Linked DNA regions of Triticum aestivum: region 2 is linked to region 1. Evidence: chromatin contacts called from public Hi-C data. All regions are on one chromosome and are shown on one strand. The core of a region is the stretch at or near the end of the contact, and the rest is flanking DNA. Distances in the headings are between cores, read along the strand shown. Region 1 has its middle 5.7 kb from the start of LOC123042688. Region 2 holds the start of LOC123047346 (two-component response regulator ORR6).

The links. Hi-C and Micro-C count contacts between places; a contact is called where the count stands out from the background.
Region 2: a contact with region 1 is called in a Hi-C map of leaf, with 2.7 times the contacts expected there. The contact joins the promoter of LOC123047346 here to the enhancer-like site in region 1. A contact is called at or near these places in 3 of 5 Hi-C or Micro-C datasets (leaf and root) and 1 of 1 datasets of contacts at active chromatin or transcription factors (leaf).

What each region holds. Positions count from the first base shown.
Region 1 is chr2B:779,064,811-779,069,299 of IWGSC CS RefSeq v2.1, reverse strand. No RefSeq gene overlaps it. Among protein-coding and RNA genes, the nearest start is that of LOC123042688, 5.7 kb to the left of the region's middle. Within about 2 kb of position 1,674, at least 2 of the 8 cell types and tissues checked have an H3K27ac peak or open chromatin away from gene starts, as enhancers often do. A contact at or near this core is called in leaf, where this site is marked.
Region 2 is chr2B:779,112,410-779,116,946 of IWGSC CS RefSeq v2.1, reverse strand. It overlaps LOC123047346 (two-component response regulator ORR6), which reads right to left and starts at 1,608. Exons shown (of 2, transcript XM_044470873.1): 1 at 1,257-1,608; 2 at 475-1,133. The coding sequence starts at 1,488. The coding sequence ends at 847.

The sequences.
Region 1 (4,489 bases), core at 425-2,924:
TTTCTCACGACTTTATGCCACTAATAAGAAGTCCTTTCATTTTAGATCATGAGTTGATGAAATTTATTCCTCAATATATATGATAATTTAGGATGTAACCAAATCTCTCAATTTTGACTTTAAACAAATCGTACTACATTCTTAGATAAATGTGCTTTGAATAAACTATTTTTTATCATAGGCATATTTAAACAGTTGATCAAGTCTTCGGTCAGCATCACATGTTCATTCGATGGAATGTGACTATGTCACAATCTTGGTGCAAAAGTTTGCCTTGAAAACTAATTGTATAGACAGATGTCACCCTGAATTCTTATCTCTCACACGGCGTTTGGTATCCTTTTATGGGGCACATAAGTTATCTATTACTCCATCCGTTTTCAAATATTTGTCTTTCTTGACATTTCAAATGAACTATGACATACGGATGTATGTAGACATATTTCAGAGTGTAGATTGACTCGTTTTGTTTCATATATAGGCACTTGTTGAAATCTCTAAAAGGACAAATATTTGGGAACGGAGGGAGTACAATCTATAAGATGGCCAACTGGAGAAGTCATGGGACGTGGGTGAATAAAACACGAAGAAGAAAGGATCGTGGGAGAGGGAGGAGGAGAGAAAGATGAGGAGATTCATTTATCTACCACATCACTAGCATGAAATATCTTCACATGTAAATAGTTCCCTATACATTTTTGTTAGCGTATTTCTCGGTGTACATATACTTTGTTAGCCCGTGGCAACGCACGGGCATTGTACTAGTTAATTTAATTTATGACTTAGCCGTGTCAGGTAGTGCTAATTTTCTGCTGCTAGTAGTACATCACTCTGAGCTGTTGATGTTATTCTGAACTGATCAGATAATTACTTTTCGAGTGCGACTTGATCGCTAGTAGTAGGATTTTTATTCTCTCGGATGGAAACAGGATCATCCGCTCCACGCCATTGACTAGCTAGCTAGAATATCTCATTAAATATCTACGGGGAATCTCCATACACATCGGTATCGTGGTGTCACACCCGGCAGAATACAAGTTTCTTATTTTCTTCTAGTCTAGAATATCTCATTAAAAATCTATACGGGGAATCTTCATACCTGTAGAAGTTTCTTTTTTCTCTCGCTGCTTGAGAATATTTTCATGAAAATATACGGTCTTTTTTTCCTGTTGCTGGGAATATATTTCACACAGTAAGGGTCACATACGTACGTCGTCTGCTAATTCCAAACGTCCATGTTACCTCAACCTCTTGCGTCAACCGCGTATCCGGGTGGATCCGATCGATCTCGAAGAAGAAACTTCTCACCGGTCCCATTGAAAAGCTCAGGCCCAACAACCGTGTGTGTGGGCGTGCGTCTAGATGTAACCTGCATTGACCCTTTCCTTTTCCCCTCTTGTGCACGGCGCGGTCAGTCAGTCGGTCAGGTGCGCTGCGTCTAGTCAAATGTTAAAGAAAAGCAATCAGTGAGTGAGATCCCATGTTTTGTGCAAATCTTGCTCACATGGGAATGAGAGGGAAGGGAGCCTACTGTAATGTGCGCGCAGCTTTTCCAGTGATACCTTGCCTGATCCATTTTGTCAGAGTATTACTATTACTGTAGAGTATCGTGGACGCTAGTACAGGCCATGCCTGGTCCTTCTGGCTCTCTGCTCGCCTGCGACCGGAATGCTACTGTAGGAAGATCTGTGTGGACACGGGCCATGATCTTCGGGGAATGCAGGCTGCTGGGATCCGTTGTTGACAGCGGCATGTCGGGAATTGGCGTGTGGACAAACGCGTCCAGCTGCCTTGTCGCCTGCAGAAACAAAGAAACGGGAGCGCCTGCCGGGTTTGTTTTGAATCATGCTACACGGACGACAACAGACGGACGATTCATGCACGACGATGTAAATCCAGCCGCACATGTAGTCGACTTAAAGGGCAACAGCCGCTCGATTTCATGGTCGTGCGAAAATCGGTTGCACATGTCGTCTGTGGAGCAGTTCCGGTTTGTTTTTCACACTAAGCAGAGCTAGAGCAGGCTGTGACTTTGTCTGGTCGAGTGCCGGCCGAACATTGTCTGGTTGTCCGAGCGCGACCCGTAAATCTATTTTGCTTTTAACTGTTGTGCTTTGCTCATAAGCAGGTTCTTGCGTGGGCAGAGGCGCTAGTGTCGTGTGTATAGTACCCAACTAAGGGGGTGTTTGGTTCAGAGACTTTTTAGTTCCAGGGACTAAAAAAAATTCCTAAAAAGTCCATAAAAACCAAACGGGAGGGACTTTTTCTACAGGGACTAGGAAAAGACTCTACTGGAGAGTCTTTTTGGATTAGTCCCTGGGACTAGAAAAAGTCCAAAGACTTCTTAATCAAACACCCCCTAAGCTGTGCCAAGCAGCTAGCCATTTCCACGCCATGGCTGCCTACCGTTTAGCAAGACTCGAAGGTCCTTGCCCTGTACAGTGCCGTAAAGTAAAAGCAGGTGCGACTTGGCTCCTCGAGGATTTGCTTTCTCCCAAAGGCATTGCCGGTTTTGGAAGTCGAAAACCGTATCTCTATCTGCTTTTCCTCGAGCTACTCCTCGTGCGAACCGCATCGTATCCTCTGCTAGCCTAGGAGCCTCGTATCGTCTGCACGAGCGATGACTGATGACCAGCACAAACTCACCAGACCTGCAGATATATAGGCTGAGCTGGGAAAACTCCGAGCTGCCATGGAAAGTGAGCAAGATTCTTTCCTTCCCTGTACTGAAGCGGGCGCGGCGCCTGGTACGATCCAATCTGCCAGAGGAGAGAGGATGATACGCGATCCAATCTCCGTTCAGCACAGCCCCACCGTCACTGCTCATGAATAGAAGAAGCACATCGCGCCGACGGCAGACATGATGCACGACCACAATTGACCATCTCCAGAATCCTTGGTTTTCGATCGCCACTGTTCCTTCGCCTTGTTGGCACCAAGGTTTTATAACGGGGAAAAAGAATTACTAGCGCTACGTATGTATTGTCAAGTGTCAACAACTCCGCGGTTTCACTTGCAAGGGAACGTCATGCAGGGTGCCGTACAGCGAGTCGTACCTCACCGCTCGATGCCGTGCCGTCGACGATCTTGTCCAGTCCAAGATCTCCACGATCTGATCAACTAGAGTATCATTTCATTTCGTACATAGCCTGTCGGCAACTCTGTACCAGGCAGTTTCCCTTCCGACAGGGCACGAGGATCCGATCAAGTGTCAACAACTCTGTATTCTATCCTGCACATATCAGATACGCTACATCACAGCTACACCGCATTGTTTAGTGCCACTAAACGTGAACGGGATCCGTATCCGGATTAATCAAGGGATAACAGTGGGTTGATAGAGCCAGTCAGTGTCAACGGCAGGCCGAGGAAAAATAAATTTATACAAGTAAACTACACTTAGCAGCAGCACTCACGCGGCCGGTGCTGTGCATCTTGGATCAACTCTTTTAAACTCGGGCGGTCGATCACTCAGATAGTATATCTAGCCTTATAAAACGAAAACTCTCTTGTCAGCTATGATCCTCTCCTGTAGTGCTTGTCATGCGACACAACTCCTTGCTTGTTTAACCAGAGCCAATGTCAACTGCTGAAACAGTCGGTCAGTCGAGAAGAATACTGAGTGTGATGTTTATGGTGCATATCCAGAGCACGGCAGCTGCAGTCTTCGGATTTAGCGTATCTCCAGAGATATTCAGAGCACGACAGCTGCAGTCTTATGATTCTTGAGACTGTTGACTTCAGTCTGTGAAGCAACTATGATTATGCTTGCTAAGATATATCTGCACCGCTATGTAGCACAACAATAACTTTGATTTTTCGTTGTTAGATGAGGTTCTTGCGGGCGGTAGAGTCGTAGAGAGGTGGCACAATCTGAGCTCGATTGTTCGCTGGATATCTTCTTCTGCACCAAGCTTTCGCACGATATGCCAAAAGCTCAAGACACACTCCTCATTTGTTCTAGACTCTGTACTACTACTTGAACGCTCACAAAACTTTTCTTCTAAAAGACCATTATTGTGATTTGCAATGCGCAATCTGCATGGACCTCAAAAAAACAACCACCTCTTCCTTTGTTTTAGACTTTCCCATACACCAATTTCTCAAAGTTTTTACTTTATAAAATATTGCTATTCATTTAACTTTACGGTTTTTGTTTTGGTTTAACTCTTATGGAAGTACCGTCATGAAGTCCGTCCGTCTTTGGTGTTGCAGTGTAGCATTTCGTACAATATTTTACTCAAAACTGCAATGCAATATACTTACAAGGCAAATGTTTTGGATATATTTGTCCTATGTAATGTGTACAATGTATATTAGTTGCATTCTATATTTCGATCATCAATGCAATGGACTGTAGGATATTAAAATTTGACAGTTCATGCATATGCAGTTGAATTTACATGTCTGTACAATGCGGTCTTTTTTATATTTGGTTGTACTGAAGTTATATAAGCTGAGCTCATATATAACACAAGTATAACTACTA
Region 2 (4,537 bases), core at 359-2,858, 48 kb before region 1:
CAGCCGGACACATGGTGGCCACATACAGCGCTCCCACGCCACACCTCACATCGCCTTGTGCGGAAGCAGAATCTGGCGCCAGGTAAGCAGATCTCCGGGGAGATCCTTCCACAGTGCCCCCATTCATTACTACCATATATGCTCCCGGCCTTTGGACTTTTTCAGTTTTTTATACGCCGCGTACAACAACAGCTCACCTAAGACAACCCGGAGCCGTTTGTATATGTACAACTACGAGATACGCACGTACGATCGAGATTGTGTGTCTCCTATTATACTGCCTCGTCGACATCATCAATAGCATCAGGGCAAGCAATTGTTAAGAATCAATCATGGAAAATGTATCGCGTGGCAAGACAAAGCATGATTAGGGGCAGGCAGACACATATGTGAACAGCCGTGAGCATGTGGAGATTGATTAAGGAGATGGGAACCAGACGGTGATGGTTAATTGTTGCAAAAGATTGGCTCTGGTTATGAAACTGTCAACATGTTGCTCTGATCTGATGCCATTTCGACATGTAGCCAAGAGGGGAAACATATCTGAACAAGATTCATCCAGAAGATTTCCTTTCTCTTGGCCGAATGAATACTCTGTTTGATTTTGGTTCTTCTTGGCATCTCTGAAGAAGCAGAGCACGCAAGGGGACGAACTAACATCCTAATCTAATCATCATCATCATCTACTAGGTCCCCAAAAAGTTAAGCTGTTGTTTGAGGCGGCAGCGGCAGCGGCAGCGGGCGGATCTATGTCCATGGGAAAGAACACCGAAGAAAAAAGAATTGGAAAATCCTGCTCTACTTAAGAATTAATCCTCCTCCTCCGTCGAGGCTTCCGGTGGCTGATCACCGGATGCGGTTGCAGAGGCGGGAGACGTCGGAGGGGCGGACGGGCTTGAGGAGGAAGTCCTCGGCGCCCTCCTCGAGGCAGCGGGTGATGCGGTTGGGCACGTTCTCCGACGACATGATCACCACGGGGATCTCCCGGAGCTCCGACGACTCCTTGACGCGCTTCAGCAGCTCGTACCCGGTCATGCCGGGCATCCAATAGTCGGTGATGATCATGTTCACGTCCGTGATGAGCCCCAGGCCCAGCAGCTCCAGCGCCCGCGTCGCTGAGTCCACGGTGGTCACTGCAGCACAGAAGAAAGGCAGGTTAGAACATATACAACGAGGATGGATCGAGCGGCCGTCCAATTTCTTGAAGAATCGCCGGAGCGCGGCTTGATTGGATTGGGACTGATTCGATTTCTCACCTCTGTATTTTGAGCTGCGGAGGATCTTGGCGATGACGGCGCGGTCGACGACGCTGTCGTCGACGGCGAGCACGTGCAGCTCGGCCTGGACCTGGACCTGGACGACGACCTCGTCGGCGTCGGTCATCAGCGGCACCACCTTGCGGTCGCCGGCGGGGGCGGGCGCCACCTTGGCGGCCATGGCGGCCGGCAGGGTCATGGCCGGAGCCTGGGTGGGAGCAGCCGCAGCCATCAGTCGATCAAACTCGCCGGAGCAGCAGGAGTAGTAGTATGTAACGGCGAAGAACTCGTCTGAAGGATGGATGTGTTGATGCGGTGTTGGTTGGGTTGGCCGCGACGCGCGGCGGTATATATACAGGGCCGGGGGGAGGCGGAAAATAAATGCGGGGGAAATCCTGCGAGATCTCGAAAGGGATCCTAGGCTCGCGGATCGAGCGAAACCCAGCCCCCCCGGTGGGGCCCCGGCCCGATCCGGCCGCGGATCCGCGGGCCCCGCGGCCCAGCCCGGGAGATCCCCGCCGGGATTTTCCTGCCGAGCCCCTCGCTTTCGCTCCGCCCGTCGTCGTCACTCGTATGCCCCGCGCTCACGCACACCGTATGCTCTCTGCGTATCTTCTCTTCTCCCCCCTTTTTCTTTTCTCTTCTCTTGGACAAGTCGCAAGTGGGGAGGAGATGGGATTTGCGTGCATGGGGCACGCACAACCTGCATCACTTTTTTTTTAGTTTTTCTTTCTGGGCCGGCTGGCTGGGATTTTATTTGGTCTTTCCGGGCGGCAGCAGGTGATCCGTACCGGGCGGGCTCGAGGATTTGCTTGAAAATTCGATCTTCTTGGGTGAGCGGCGGCAGGATACGGATTGATTTCGGAGATTCACCAGTGATTCGTGAGATCATCGGGCGGTTTGGTTTGATTTCCTTCCGTGCGTGGAAGGGTCACTTGCCCCTTCGATTCCCACCCTCCTCTTGCATCACAGCTGCTGGTGATCCATCTCACCTCACACGCGATCTCTTCCTTCCTTCCTTCCTTTCACTCCCAGCCCAGCCCACGTACGTGACGCACCATCAACGTCGTGCCGTGCGTGCATGGCAGGATCCCCGGATTTCATTCGGATCGGTCGGCCTCCGCGCCGCGATCGCTCGGGCGGTACGGGCCATGTACGCACGCCGGGCGCCACCGACCGGTCGCTCGTCATTGCCGTATCGCGTCGCGTGATCTTCCTTCCAACACAGGCGGGACGGACGGAAGGGGACCAACAAGGGCAGGCGAGCGACCCGGCCCGTACGCGTCCACGCGTCCCATGATACGCTGCAGAGATCGGGCGCGCGGATCGACTCACGACGACATCGACCGGACGGACGGACGGACGGACGTCGGTGGCGTGGCGTCTGACTAGAGTGCCACTCTCTCGTACGGCTCCTAGGCAGCGGCGGTTGATGGTAGGGGTTCAGAGCGAGTGAATGTCCATGGCAGAGTACGTACCGATGAATCTGGATTGCGGATGCTGCTGTACTGGAAAAGGTGATCGCAGAATCGGTTGCGGCAGGCCGTGCGTCTGCGCTGGGATATGAATGAATGCTCGTGACGTAGTACGTACCGGATACAGGAACCTTCCTCGCTACGCGAAATCGTGATCGATCGCGGCCAGCTAGCTGCATCCTGCGTTCGTGGACGCAGATCTTTCTGTTTTCCGCAAGAGGAAACGTAGGCACGATTTCGGCGACGATCTGATCAACCGGTGGACTACCTTTCTGGTGCGTGTTGCTTTTGTGAGATCGTAGTACTTTCATCGGTTCGACTGATTCTATCTTTGTCATGGAGCAAACGCCAAGAGTTTTAGCTATTGCTTTAGTACTAGTGCTTTCTCCGTCTCACATTAAAATGAATGTACCTAACCGTACTTCATTTCACTAAAATTTGGTGTACTAGAGAAACGAGCAAGAGTGCAAGACAAAAAGTTACCATATCTTCCCTGCAAGACTATATTTCCGACTACGTTCATCAAGTCAGAGAGGGCGGCGTAATGCCTTCCTACATGCGAATTTTGTACCCGTAGGACAAATTACACACTGCAGCAAAAAAATGAAGGCGATGATACTTACCTAGAATAAGGAACAGACCAGTGAACTCTCTTTCTTTTTCTTTGCTAATGCATAGTCGAGGACGTGGGGTGGGCATAGCCCAGTGGTTGGGGGCGCATGATTGTAAACCCAACGACCAGAGTTCAATCCACGTCGGGGACGAATTTCTGGAATTCTCATGAGGGATGCTTCTTCTATATCAATAAACCGTGGGTGCTAGTGCCCATGGAGTTTCATTTTTTTTTGCTAATGCATAGTCCTCGGATAAAATACCATAAGCGACAATGCTAAACATGATAGAAATAAAATTACTTTTTATCAAATATCACATATAATGCCTATAAATACTTTGTGTACCGTGTTTCTAGACCGGAGATATAATTATTGTATTCACTTTGATAGGACACCATATAATTTAGTGGGAATTTAAACCATCCAAAGCACAATCCATTCTATTAACTAAGTGGCATTTAATTCTAGCACATCTAATTTCTCAACATCGCAGGAACCTGGAGAAAATTACATATTTCGGTACATATGAGTAGGAAAAGGGAGTGTTGCCATATTAGTGCTATGTAACCTTCACGATTTGAAAAGATATATTGCGCAAAAAACCTAATGAGCGCCCATTTTAATAAATGTGAATGGAAGAGAAAATGTTTGAAAGTCTCTTACTTGCGCGAAGTCACTACAATTTGAGCGTCCTCGTGTACATAGTCGATCGACAAGTCGGTAACAAAAGCAGACTGCATTTCTAACTAACAAATTAGTTCTCCGATGAGATAAATATTACTCAACCTGTAGGAATGTAGTGTTTTTATGAGAAAACATGTTTTTTCACATATTGAACATTGGATCTATAGTTCTATGTGCCGGCTAAGATTTAACTATTTCTCAGGTGGCTAGCAATTAAATAGCTTTATTACTTCATGATGTCTTTTTATATTTGAAAATAAAAATAAAAAAACTTATTTTTTTTTCATTATCGTTTTAGGGGTTTGGTTTAAAATTGGATACCTTTGAATTTCTTAGATAAAGTACATTTCATTCAATTGATATATCAAGGTGATACAGGTGCATTGAAGGAATGTTCGGCCTCTATGTAGCACAATGCAACACGTCCAACACAACGAAAAATAAAACATCATTTAAAACCAATAATAAAACAGTCCTTCCTAAGATGGGATAGATCATATTCGAACAT